2 separate regions of the Danio rerio genome follow, and region 1 is linked to region 2. A link is a contact called in public Hi-C data. All regions are on one chromosome and are shown on one strand. The core of a region is the stretch at or near the end of the contact, and the rest is flanking DNA. Distances in the headings are between cores, read along the strand shown.

Region 1 (6,966 bases), core at 4,447-6,946, 110 kb before region 2:
TGAGGGATTTTTTTTTCTTATTCTGTTTTTTTTTAAATGACAGTACACTCATTTAGTTTTCTGTGTAATTTACTCCTCCTTGTGCCACATTAAACTGAATTCCACAATAGAAAATAGCATATTTTGAAAACTCTTCTTAATATTTTTAACTAAACTAAAAGTTATTAGTTTCAGTATTACTTTAGACCCCTCCACTCCTATATATGCAAGTTTCCAATTTTTAGTTGCTCACAATTTAGGGCATTTTCTAGTTTTTGATGAAATGGGGAAAAACGAATTGTGTTCTCAATTTTTGTTTATTCTCTAAAAAATTATTTTTTATAGAATGTTCTGAACCAAACAACACTGAAGCCCACTGATTTTAAAAGCCCTTACAGTACATACTTCAAATATAATTTCATAGAATAATAGTAAATCATAGATTAAAAACTAAAAGGACATTTGTGTGATATAGTACAAACCTGTAAGAAGGTGTAAGCCCAGAGTCGAGATCTGAACTTGATCACTGCACTTTGCCCTCGATCCAGACGGTCCACTACACACTCCACCATCAGACAGTTGATATTCGAGCAGTTCTAAACAAAAACACACACACAATAAGAGAAAATGAGATCTAATTTCGCATCCTTCACACTCTCTTAAGAAACTCTGATAGTCTCTTCCTGTTTGTGGAGAAAGAATGTACTAGTGATGTACAAGACTAGTCAAATAAACAATACTGCTTTTGCTTTACTTTTTTATGTTTTGATTTATATGTAGGATTTAAAAAATACCACATTTGAATTACTGGCACATAAATTACTGTTCAATTTTAAATATGGGTTGTGTGTGTGATGTACAGTATATATCAGTGATGTACGAGACTAATCAAATAAACAATTCTGCTTGAGAATTGAGGCTTGAGACTTCCAGTCTTATTCACTTCTGTTCATTTTTAAACATTAAAAACAGCTCGTTATGCTGCTTGATGTTGCAAACTGACATTTTTTTATTACATTATTCTGCTTTGACTGTATAACCATGCAAACACTTGTTTGTAGAGCAAGTAGTTTGACCGTTTTCTGTAGTTTATTATTCCTAGTTATTTCTCCCATGGGCAGCTGAATCAGAAGTTCTAAAACAATCTCAAAAACGAGCACACTTCCACACTGAAGAATTAGGTCAATATGCACAGCTGGCATTTTTTCAGCCATTAAAAAGGTAAATGTGACTACTTTCATTTTATTTATTTTTATTATTTATTATTTGTTATTATTATTATTTATTATTTACTTTCTACTTTATTTTATAAGGTTCCTTTTACAGCATCAACGTTGTAATGTAATTAAAGTATATTCAGTTCAATAGACTTAGGCATTCATTTAGTTGTTCAGGTGTAAAATTAGTTGAAAGACTGTTTACACGTAAACACCTTCAGGAGCAGCTGGTGAGCACAGAAACTCCAGTAGTAAAATAAATTTCCTTATTTTAAAGACATGGTGCAGAACAATGGAATTTAATGTAATTTAGTGCTTTTTGTCAGACCCACTTGATATGCTATATCCATCAGGCGGTGAAGATCATTGATCACAAAAAAAAAAAAAAACAAAACAAAAAACTAAACAAAACAGATTTTAAGCCAAGAGCTTAGAACAGCCCCTTTCACACAGTGATACCGGTAAATATCTGGAAAATTTCCGGAACGACTTTACCGGTATATTCAAAAAAGCGCTGTTCACACAGGCGAGGACGTTATTGAAATTTTCCGGAAAAGAGCATTCACACATCCATTCCAAAATACCGGTGAATTCTTACATCATTCACCACAAATGAGCTTTAAACGGCTGCGCTTGTATTTGTAAACATTTGACTAAATTACAAACTCTGTGGATGATATTGTGAACAACTTTCGCAGGATCACTTTCGCATGTCGAGATGTTCATAATATGTGCGTGTGCAGGCGATCACAGGCTGTTTCACAGGCACACGCAAAGCTTGAAGGTAAACAAACAACGGCTTATCATAAGCATCTTATCGATGATTATTTACACAGTTGGCATTAAGAAGAACATATAAACGTGATCTGACTAACTTCTAGCAGCTAAATGTGTCTGGAAAAATATTCAAAGGCTTTTATTCTCACAAACCGCGCGGACGTAAACGCGCCTGACTGTTGTGATTGGCTAAAGCAGACATCTCACGTCAGCACGTTCTAGACGTGCACGCGCTTATTACGGCAATCATCCTTCTGCATTCACACAGCGCAGCATTCCGGCAAATTGCCGGTAATGTTACAACTTCTCTTTCCGGAAAATAGCCAGAACGAATATACCGGTATTTTCAAAAAGGACCTGTTCACACATACAACCTTTCCGGAAAATTGCCGGCAATTTTCCGGAAAGGTCTGTATGTGTGAAAAGGGCTAATGACCAAGAGGTGACACTAAACAGAACGTTCCATTGCAACAGCAGCACTCAGCAACAGCTCCAGATTTCGCCATTTTGGAGTGAAAATGATCGACTGTTCAATGGATCCTATTGCTGTCGCAATGGCAAGCAGTTACTTTGTTTTTTATTTGTTTATTTTATAAGCACATTAAAGCTGAGATACAACCTGAAAGATGACAATACAACATTTACTATGACAATCATCAGCACTTTTAATAGTTTATTTTTCAGACTTATAATAAGTTGTTGTTCAATTGGAGTTTTCATTCCAACATGGCCACCGCGCCATCTAGTGGGTGTTTCCCAAATTGCACTAGAATGTCGCCTCTTGGTGATTCTATGCTCTTTATCTTCAGCACAGAGATTTTGTAATGGCATTACAGTTTGCCGGAAATATTCCCTATTCATTATTATGTGTGAATAGCAGACTTTAATGTAAAGCAGTTTAATCTAACTTACACTTCATTAAACAATATTTATTTATTTGAAACATAAATTTATTAAATGTGGGAATTCATTCATTCATTCATTTTCTTGTAGGCTTAGTCCCTTTATTAATCCAGGGTCACCACAGTGGAATGAATCGGCAACTTATCCAGCACATTTTTACGCAGCGGATGCCCTTCCAGCCGCAACCCAACTCTGGAAAACATCCACACACACTCACATACACACTCATACACTACGGACAATTTAGCCTACCCAATTCACCTGTACCACATGTCTTTGAACTGTGGGGGAAAACGGAGGAAACCCACACAAACGCAGGAAGAACATGCAAACTCCACACAGAAATGCCAACTGAGCCGAGGATCAAACCAGCGACCTTCTTGCTGTGAGGTGACTGCGCCACTGCATCGCCTAAATGTGGGAATACTGAATCCTATTGAATTCTACTACTACTGCAACTACTACTACCATTACTACTACTACTAATTAAAATATAAAGATCACATTAAATAAGAGAAAATCTGTTATCTGTTAATAAAATATATTTGCACAATATTACACTTCCCAAAAATTGGAGGGCAAGTTAAAAAATCTAAAATTCATATACAGTATAAGCATCTTGACCTCATTGTACCAGATATGCTGTGTGTTAAAGCCTCACACTTGATTGTGAGCGATTTAAAGTATTTACATTTTCATTTTTGAGTGCTGATGTGCATGTAATATGAATGCCATCAGTTTTGACTTGACCTGTGCTCCAACTTATCTTATAACCTGTGGCGAGATGGACTATGATTATGAAAACCATCTGTCCCATGAGCACACACAAATCCCCTAAAGAGACAATAAGCATAATATGGATGAGCTGTTAGGAGATTTACAGGTGAACTCGCCCTCTGAGGTCAACACAGGTCCCCAATACAAGTCAAGTTCAACATATGAGTCAATCTGTCACATGTAGGAGATGGTTTTGTGTGTTCAGATGGGTTGTTTGTGTTTGTACCAGTGTTTTGCTGTTGTAGCTTTGGCCTATAGAAACAGATCGTCTTCGGCGGGTCACTCCGCTGCTGTTCCTCAGGAAGCCCAGTAACTCTGGAGTGTCCTGAAGAGTCGAGGTCTACAAGCATGCAGAAGAAATACAGAGATGCAATTAATATCATACAAAAACAGTGTGTGTAGAAAATAATAAAATCTGTAATATTTTAGTATTATTTAGTAATGCTAATTCATTCATTCATTCATTCATTCATTCATTCATTCATTTTCTTTTTGGCTTAGTCCCTTTATTAATCTGGGGTCACCAAAGCGGAATGAACCGCCAACTTCTCCAGCATATGTTTTATACACAACCCAGCACTGGGAAACACTCCTTCACACACCTGTACCCAATTCTTTGGACTGTGGGGGAAACCAGAGCACCCGGAGGAAACCCACGCGAACACAGGAAGAACATGCAAACTCCACACAGGAATGCCAACTGACCTAGCCAGGGCTCGAACCAGCAACCTTCTTGCTGCGAGGCGATTGTGCTACCCACTGCGCCAACATGCTGCCCTATTTAGTAATGAACTATTTATAAGTATTTTGTTTTTTAAAAATATTTTTTTCTTAATTGTTATTTTGCATTTAAAATTTAAGTTACACATTTGTCATCTTATCATGTGTTTACTTATAACAACTATATTTAGCTTAAATAAATTACTTTAAAATATTAGCTCAAATTAAATGCAGTTTTTAGTTCAGTTTTAGGCCCAATCACAATTCTGTCCCTTAGCCCTTCCCCTACCCCTCATATTGGGCATTCACATAAAGAAGTAGGGGTGTCCCAATTCTCTTTAGCATGAAGGCGTAGAAGGAGAAGGGCTAAATAGTCCTTGAAACTGAGATTTCTCAGGACTAAACTAGAAACCAAGGGGTACAAAAATTTCACAAATTACATTATCTACAATGCAGTGTGGCTGCACATGAAAGTCAGGAGATGCACAAATTAGTATTTGTTGTCATTTTTGCTCATTTTTACAACAAACAAGCATATGTTTTATTAAATTCATAACGGTGTTCATGTTTTACAGTCATGCTTTTAAAAAAATATTTTAATAAAAGCTTAATTTTGCTATCTATAATCCATAACTCTATAATCCTCTACTCTATAGTCCCACAGCAAATTTTACATCAGTCACTCGATGACACTCGAATACCCTGTCAGAAGAGTCAAGTGGTTGGGAATGAATTTTTTACAGTGTCTGGTATTACGTTAATGTTAATGTTGTTTTTGTGTGTTTAGATTAGGGGTGCCCAAACTTTTTCACAGGAAGGTCAAAAAAACAAATATTACAGACAGTCGTGGGCTGAAGATAAATATATCAAAATATTTTACATTAAAGTTGCCATGGGTAATTTCCCAATTTATTTTATAATATTAACAAATTATTAGTCACTTTGAATTGTATTAACAAATGCAGTAGCTTTTTAAAGTATACAGCGAAGTTCAATTCTGAATACACTGGTCAAGCAGAATCTGTTTTTGATTTGCTCACCAAAGTCCTGTGCATTGTCCTCTATCTGTCAGGTGACAGTATGTACATTTTAAACTAAATTACAGCATTTCAAATTAAAACATTTCTATTCAGTTAGCATATTTGTAGCTTTAACAATAAAACAAACAGATAAAAGTTTGAAAGTATTAAATTTGAAATGGCAAACCAAAGGTTTCCATGGGCTAACTTAGGCCCACGTTGTCACGGTTTATGGGTCTGTGTATTCTTCCTGTATGTTATGTGTTATGACGTATGTGTTGTAGTGTGCCTGTGTGGGTGGGTGTGTCTGTTGACCTTTTCATGGTAGCCTGCATTCTGATCAGCTGACCTAATCAGAGAGTCCCAGCTGATGCCTGTTTTGTGGGCAATATAACAGTCTGTGTTTCACTGTTGGTAATCAGTCCGTTGTTGTTTTTATGTTCCTTTCTGTGTCATGTCCAGGTATTCTCTCTAGTCTTGACCGTTGGATGACGTGTATCTATTAGACCTGTGGTAGCTCTCCGTCCTGGACATTCTACAAGTCTCTATCCCTTTGAGCACTTTAAAACTATATTTACTGTTGCACTTCATTAAACTGTCTTTCATTCGCAGTTGGATTCTCCCGGTTTCTTACATGACACACGGGCCCTAGATTGGGCATCTCTGCTTTAGATGACTATGGCCACTGTGTAAATGCAGAGTACAGTTACAAACTTATTGCCACATTATATTATTATATATGCCTTTAGTGATTTTCTGAAGATAAATACCAAAAAAATAAAAAATCTGGAATCACTACAGCAGTCGTGATCATCTGATCTCAAATGAAAAAAGAAATTGCGATAACATATGATGAGATGTGCAGGTGTTATAGTCTCATTTCTTAGGGGTAAAATTTGAAGCCCTTCTCCTTCACACTCTGTTTTAAGGGCCAAGAGGAAGGGGTAGGGGTAAAAAATAGAATTGGGATTCACCCTTAGTCTGTCATTTTCAGCCTAAACTTGCTTTTTTCTTATACCTAAAACTTTTGGAATCGTCTTTGGACGTTGGGGGAAACTTAATTATTTTTATTATTATTAATAATAGTAATAAACTACATTGTGTCAGGAAATCACATAATATATTATAAAATTAAACTGCCATTAGAAAAAAATATATAACATCATAATATTTATTAATATTTAACCTTAAGTTAAAATGGATAAAAATATAATAAAGAAGTTAGTCACTAATATTGTGAACTGGAGTTGTCGCTATGTAAAGTAGTCAAAACGCCAGACACTGCGGTTCTGGGCCAAAATCTCCCTCCTGTAAAGTTCACAAGAAAAGCTCTAATATCAGTCCAGGTGGTTAAAATTCTGAACTCAGCATGAACGCAGATCAGTTACAAGGAGAAGAGACTTCATGAGGACGCCGTGATGCTTCATAATGACTGCATGTGAAATCTGAAGAGCGATAATAAAGACCAGTCGAGAGAGCAGAGGGGTCAGCATTAGTCCAACACTCTGATCAAAAACTAGCCGAGCTTAGCAGCCCCCATTTTACATTTATTTGAAACTCATTAGTAAAAGCAC
Region 2 (7,008 bases), core at 290-2,789:
ACTCTGAGTCTGTCTGCAGTCCATGCCGCTTTCCTGAATCCAAACCCACTGCATTTTCAGGCAGACCATGTCTTCTCGAAATAGTCTAATAATATACCAAAAACTCACGAAAACTTCTCCCCAAATGACATAATAGATCTGAATCAATGAATCAAAAGTGTTCACTTCGAGTTCGGCTCTGTTGCACAATTTCTATTGACATGATCTATTCTTCACATTTTCCCATCATAAAATAAGACATGACCAATTACAGAAGAAAGAAATTAAAAATGCAAAGATAAAATGTTCTGGTGACCTTACTAATAGACGCGCGTAATGGACGTCTAAATTACGGCAGATTACGCGCTGAGGTAAAGTTACGCGCCTTTCTCTGGTAATTACTCCGCTCCTGAAATTTTAAACCAAACCATATGCGGCGAAATTAACTCTTTCTTGGATGTGGTTTTTGATCTTTTTATTGGAGGAAGAGGAATTTATGCAGCCGAGTCTGAAGATGAAGCATGGGAAAGGAAATATCTGTGTAAGCAGATTTCAGAAATAAAAAGTAGCCTATATATAGCCTGATGTCTGTTTGCGAATAAGATTTAATTGAAAAACTGGAATTAAATTAATTTAGTAATTACAACGATAAAAAGTACTCGTTCTCAATGAAGGGGGCTAATTGCGTCAGTGGGACCTGGACCTTTTGCATGAACCATGGGTAATAAATCATGAGGGTACCTACTTGCTTTATCAAAGGGGATCTGGCGGCAGGAGTCTGGGTCTGATGCCGGCCAGGGGCAGTAGTACACCGCTCCTCCCTCCACAATCCCCGGCTGAGAGGTGTTCGCTTTAGGAGCCCCAACCAACACCGACATGCTGGAGAGAGAAAGGCATAAATCTACACACAACGGCATCCTACTGGATCAAAGCATTTACAAGTGAGAAAATATCTCAACTGTTCTTAAAATTTATGTTTATCTATTTTATGTCAGCATTCTAATTAAATTCCCTCAAAAATCAACTTCAGAATTGTGTTGGTCCATATTGGTGGTGCTGAAAGTGTTTTTGCATAAAAAAGCTGCGAAGAATACTCTTAAATATTGTTTGGCATAAACCAAACCAAGACTGAGTTATGGTTATTTCTACACTTGGGCTACTGGAAGATACTTCTCTTTGAAAACTTTTTATCAAACAAAACAGCTAAATAATTCACTGAAATTGCCACTTACACGTTTCTATCCTGTGTTGGGTGGTAAAAGTCCAGTGAGTATCCAAAATAACTTCCCTCAGGTCCATTGTAAACCGTGGGCTTTTCTAAATCCAGGTTAAAAGCTGCAGCTTCGCAAAAAAATGACAACATGAGGAAAAAGCATCGAAAACGCATGCGGGACAAACAAGAGTGCATGGCTTCAGCCCTGTGTGTCCGAGTGTAATCCATATATGCTGCTTAAAGATGTGCAGAGAGAGTGTACGGTATGTCCGTGTTGAGCTGTCATATGTTGAGTGCGCGCTCCACGCGTCTGCTGCTGCCCTCTTGCAAGCTGCGCGCCTTTCTCTGCGCGAACCCTGCGTACTAAACATTATAATGAGCTGCGCACGAGACCGGACTCCTGCACCACATCACACAGCATCCGGCCAACTCCTTTTATGGAAACACACCCATAATATACATATACTCACAAAATTAGACAAATAGGAGATGAAGATATATTTAGGCTAATACTAAAATGAGACTAAATACAATTAGAAGTGACATTATTTATTTGAAATATTTTTAATAATTATTAAACCTATTATTTTTCCTAATATTAAATATTAGTTTCTATATGAATCATGGTTGGTTTCATAAACACCCATAATCCAACACAACATTGTTACATTATCTTTCTTACTATACACTAACAAAAAACAGACTTTGTTACTATATGTTTGTGTATACACTCAAAGAATTATTTTTGCTGCTTGTTTAAACTACTTATTTAAAATGAGCCAAAACAATTCTTGAGTTTTTTTTTGACAACTTAATTGTTTTATGTTCAATTCACCTGAATTTGTAACAAACAAACAAACAAACAAACAAACAAAACAAAAACAAACAAACAAACAAACAAACAAACAATTACAGTTTTTCTGAGTGGCTCTGGTGCATTTCTCACACTATTTACATTTGCACAACAGTTAATGCATTTCCCAAAACAATTAGTCATTTGTGCACATCCTAGTAGCAGTATCCATTGCACATGCTTTTGGACATGCATCAATTGCTTTCATACAACTCTCTGCTATTTAAAACATTATCATTTGCTTGTCATGTCAGTCAAAATTAACTAAACTTGTAAATGCTTAATGCTCATTCCATATAAAACTAATAGTCCTCATTTCATTACTTGAGTCATTACATACAACAATGTTGAACTAGTTGTCAAATCTTTATTTTCCTGAAAATTTCTTCTAAATTGAACAATTTCATGAATGATTTACAGACCTGTGTATATTGTAGGTTCAGTACCAATATGTTCTGCAATATTTTTTACAGTTGTGCACAGCTCTGCCCAAAGGAAGTTTATGTTTGTTGTAAATAAGGCTTTATTTATTCTTTTGCACAATGCTGTGAATAAATTAGAATTGCAGCGAGCATAAAGCAGTAAAAATGTGAAACATACATCTTCAGTGTCTTGTACTCAGATACCTCACTAAATGCAGTGATGTGTAACTTTACTGTAGTTTTCAAATGGCTGTGCAAATAGTATAAAGTGCTGTCTAGAGCATTTTCAGGAAGCGTCACCAAAATCTGACTTTTTTTTGTATTGAAAAAATGTACAGAGTAAACTGTCATAATGAAAACATGACTAATCCATTTGACTATCTTGTTCATAAACAATGGTGTCAGGACTTTTCATCTTGATGACACTGATACTTTGATTACTTGCTTTTAAGGAATGAACTATCCATTTTGAGCAAGTGACACACATCATCTAGGTTTTGCAGTTTGTACTAGTTGTTTTGAGAAATGCATTAACTGTTGGGCAGAAATACACTAGTGTTTTGAGAAACTCACCAAAGTGACTGAGAAAAATTGTAAGTTAACTTAATTGATTTGTGTTGGGACAACATGAAGTAATACTCTGGAATCCAGTACTTTTTTAGCTAGTAACAAAATTTATTATAAAAATTATTGAGTATTACAAAATTCCTTCATGTTATCCCAACACAAATCAATTAAGTTAGGTTAATCTTTTACAAAATTAAGTGAACTGAACTTAAAACATTTAAGTTGTCCCCCAAAAATCAATCAATCAATCAATCAATCAATCAATCAATCTATCTATCTATCTATCTATCTATCTATCTATCTATCTATCTATCTATCTATCTATCTATCTATCTATCTATCTATCTATCTATCTATCTTCTTATTTTCAGCTAATGTCATCATAATTATGCTATATTATTATTAATAGCCTACATGTTGGGGTTTAAATGTACATAATATAAATTTACTCACCCTTAAGTGGTTGCAAACCTTTGAGTTGCTGTTGTTGTAGAAATATATTTTCAATAAAACTGAAAAGGTAACCACTGACAATCATTGTAGAAAAAAATCAAAAAACACTATGGAAGTCACAGATTTAACTTTTATGTAAAATATTATCTTATGTATTTAAAAGAAACTCAATGCCAGTGAAGGGTCAGTAAATCATGACAGACTTTTCAGATTTGGGTGATTATCCATTTAATAATTCTATAAGTCTAAATGTTAGATTACTTAAATCTGTTTGTTAACAAAGCAACTAATGTCCCCTAGTTTTTGTTCAAAACTGACTTTGGATTAATATGGAGAAGAAAATACACCTTAATCATCAGTAATAACACGGTCGTAAATTCAAATGAAGCTGTCTCAATTTGTGTCGACCTTTCAGCGGATGCTTTTAATTGCGCAATTTTAACACCGGCTGCAAATAATGAACGGTAATTATACTCGTCAAACGTCCAAAGTTAAACTTTGGAATGAAGCGCTCGCGATAAGTATAAGCTTTGGAAAATAAACGGTTCGAGATGGGTGTTTTGATGAGAACCTGCAATCGCACGTCTTTCTCAACCAGTTTCATTGGAGAAAACCTAAATTTAGGCACCCTGTTCACATGTGATCGCAAGACTCGGGCTGCTTATGCGCTCCATCTGGCTGTCAAAGAGTTTTAATCTTGTCTAAATGAAGTCATTCCCTTCACCGCCCATCCTGTGATCAACAAACAGTCTGTGCAACAATTTCACAGTTTTCAGAAAGCCACTCAAAAACAGGTTTGAAATGGTTATAGTGCATGCATATGGATAAAATGATTGCTTTTAGGTTCTTATGATAATAAAACGAAATGATAGCCTCATGTTATACAAGTTTCTGACACTTTATTAATTAACCAAGTGTACTTACAATAAGCTTTACGTGTCCACAAGAAAAATATGAGTAATTTATAGTAAATAGGCATATAGGCTGTTATTGAAACATGAAGAGTATCATACTGCATTTATTATTGTACAAATTTGTTAATTAATTCTACAGCACACTATAAGATTAACGGATCAACTACATCAACTACAGATGCTGCAATACAGTTTGCTTCAGTATACTTAATTACAGTAAATGGTGTTGTAGTATAATTTAATACAGTATTGGGTAATTTATGTTATAGTTGTTGTATTATCATAGCAACTACAAATACCACCAGATGAAGAACTTTATTGTATGGTTCAAAAACACTTAACTCTTGCAATACAGACGAACATTTTCTATTTATACGGAGAATCATTAAAACATATGTGAAACAATGATAAACTTGGATTGTGGTGTTATCAGCCAGTTAGCATCCATGTGACCAGTTGATGAAGCATAATTTGCCAAATATGGTTACTAATTTCTATTTAAAAATAAAGTTTAACAGGTTGGTGTCAGAGAATCAGGAAAACCAAGTGTTAACAGTTATCCCCTGTTTGATGTCATGAATAATAATGGATTGACGGATGAATGGAAGATGAATGCTGCAGGCATATACAGACATTAGCACCTTGTTTATTTGTAAAGGATATGGCATACCAACATGTAGCCTATGTATTCAAACATTAGACTACGGGAAACCCATATGATCAGATAAAAAAATGTTTCATGGTTTACAAAAAACTAATGGGTTCTTCGGAAAACGAAGATAAGGGTGTAGTTTTAGACAGGCTACTTATAGTGTGTTTGGCTTAATGGGATTGGCTTACTAATGATTATAGATGAGAGACCAGCTGCGATCAATCATATTACGTTCATCTCTCGTAATTAGTTTGTGAAACTTCACTTTATAACATTAAAATAAACAAAAATATTTAAAGATTTTTTTCCTTTTGTATTGTTGTTGTTTTTGCAGTTTCTTTGGTCTCATTTAAGTCTGTGTGCCTGAAAAGAAATTAGCTATATATTTTTACAATCTATTAATAGTAATGCATAAACAAATATATTTAAATATAAATAATTTAACATCATATTTTAAAACAGCATTGTGAATCATCTAACTTGGTTTCATAAACAAAATACAACACAACACTGTTAGCGTAGCAAATTACACGATAAAAAATGCAGGGTTCCACACAATTCCTTCATGTTGTTCCAACACAAATCAATTAAGTTAGTTTTATCTCTTATAAATTTAAGTAGTTTGCAGATAAAATAATTAGGTTGTCCCCCCAAAAAACTTAAAAATTGTGTTGTTTCAACTCATTTTAAATAAGTAGTTTAAACAAGCTGCAAAAGTTATTTGAGTATACACTGTAATAAATGCTGGGTTCCACACAATTCCTTCATATTGTCCCAACACAAATTGATTAAATAAGCAGAATTGATTTTACAAACTTAAGTGGCTACAACATAAAACATTTAAGTTGTTAAAAAAAGAATTGTGTCGATTTAGGTAATTTTATATAAGTACTTTTAAGCAGCTAAAACAATTTTTTGAAATCTTATGAAATAAAAAAAAAGTTAAATTAAGGTATACTGCAATTATTTCAACAAATTACCTAATTGTGTAAATTAATTCAAACTTAAATTAAGTCAAACTTAATTTACATAAGACTTTAAAACACAGAAGTGAGCCAAAGGGCTGTACAGAAAACATACAACAAAATAAGCCTAATAGTACATAAAATACAAGATAAAATATATGAAATTTGGTCATATTTGCAAGTACCAACATGGGTGCTGCAGCTTTTTGTACCATTTGCAAACGGGCAATAGCTGACCTGCTACTCCCCACATAGTGCATTACAGTAATCTAACCTAGTGGTCACAAAAGCATGAATTACTGTCCCAAACTTTTATTTTGATAAATTAATAAAATTACTGTTTATCCAGTACATTTGTCTAATTTTCAAATGCTAATCACGTTTTTGATAATGTAATGCTAAGTTTACATTTAAACACCTTACTGACTACATCAGAATTGCCATCTGTGTCGTATGATACAATTTAATCCAGCTGTTATCTCTTAAAAAAAGTACATCAAGAGGGTTGATATGAATTCCACAGCTTCTCTGTTCACCATAAAGCACTCCACAGTAGAACTAGCAAAACATTTCCTTACATAGCATACTGCTGTTGAAATATAAAGTATGTTTTTGGCCCACTCTCAAAGAGAACCAGGTGAAACGAATAAAAAACCCATCTCAGCAGCAGCAGCAGCCAGAAGCCAAGTGTTGATCTGCTGCTCATTTTTAGAATCTTACTGAGGACATTTGGCGACAGTCTTAGACCTAGTGTTGTCTGTGCAACCCAGGACTAAAAGCATCATGATTTGATTCCGCACACGCACACGCACACACACACCTTCAGTATCGAATCTCCAGTGATTGTTGTCATCGCTCTGTCTGGTCCAATAAAACACACACTGATGGCAGCGAGACGATGCCCGCTTGACTTCTCAGAACTGACAGGTTTGGCAACAGTTTGTAAACAGTGGGTTTAAACCTAACAGGATTCACAAAAACCGATAGATT

The links. Hi-C and Micro-C count contacts between places; a contact is called where the count stands out from the background.
Region 1: a contact with region 2 is called in a Hi-C map of an unstated tissue, with 2.3 times the contacts expected there. The contact joins the enhancer-like site here to the promoter of itga8 in region 2. A contact is called at or near these places in 3 of 18 Hi-C or Micro-C datasets (caudal fin, hematopoietic stem cells and an unstated tissue) and 1 of 4 datasets of contacts at active chromatin or transcription factors (embryo).

The regions. Positions count from the first base shown.
Region 1 is chr16:31,621,936-31,628,901 of GRCz12tu, reverse strand. itga8 (integrin, alpha 8) reads right to left here. Exons shown (of 30, transcript XM_021466921.2): 26 at 3,880-3,993; 27 at 462-575. Among named protein-coding and RNA genes, the nearest start is that of fam171a1, 23 kb to the left of the region's middle. Within about 2 kb of position 5,696, at least 3 of the 62 cell types and tissues checked have an H3K27ac peak or open chromatin away from gene starts, as enhancers often do.
Region 2 is chr16:31,505,389-31,512,396 of GRCz12tu, reverse strand. itga8 (integrin, alpha 8) reads right to left here and starts at 1,539. Exons shown (of 30, transcript XM_021466921.2): 1 at 1,212-1,539; 2 at 725-858. The coding sequence starts at 1,420.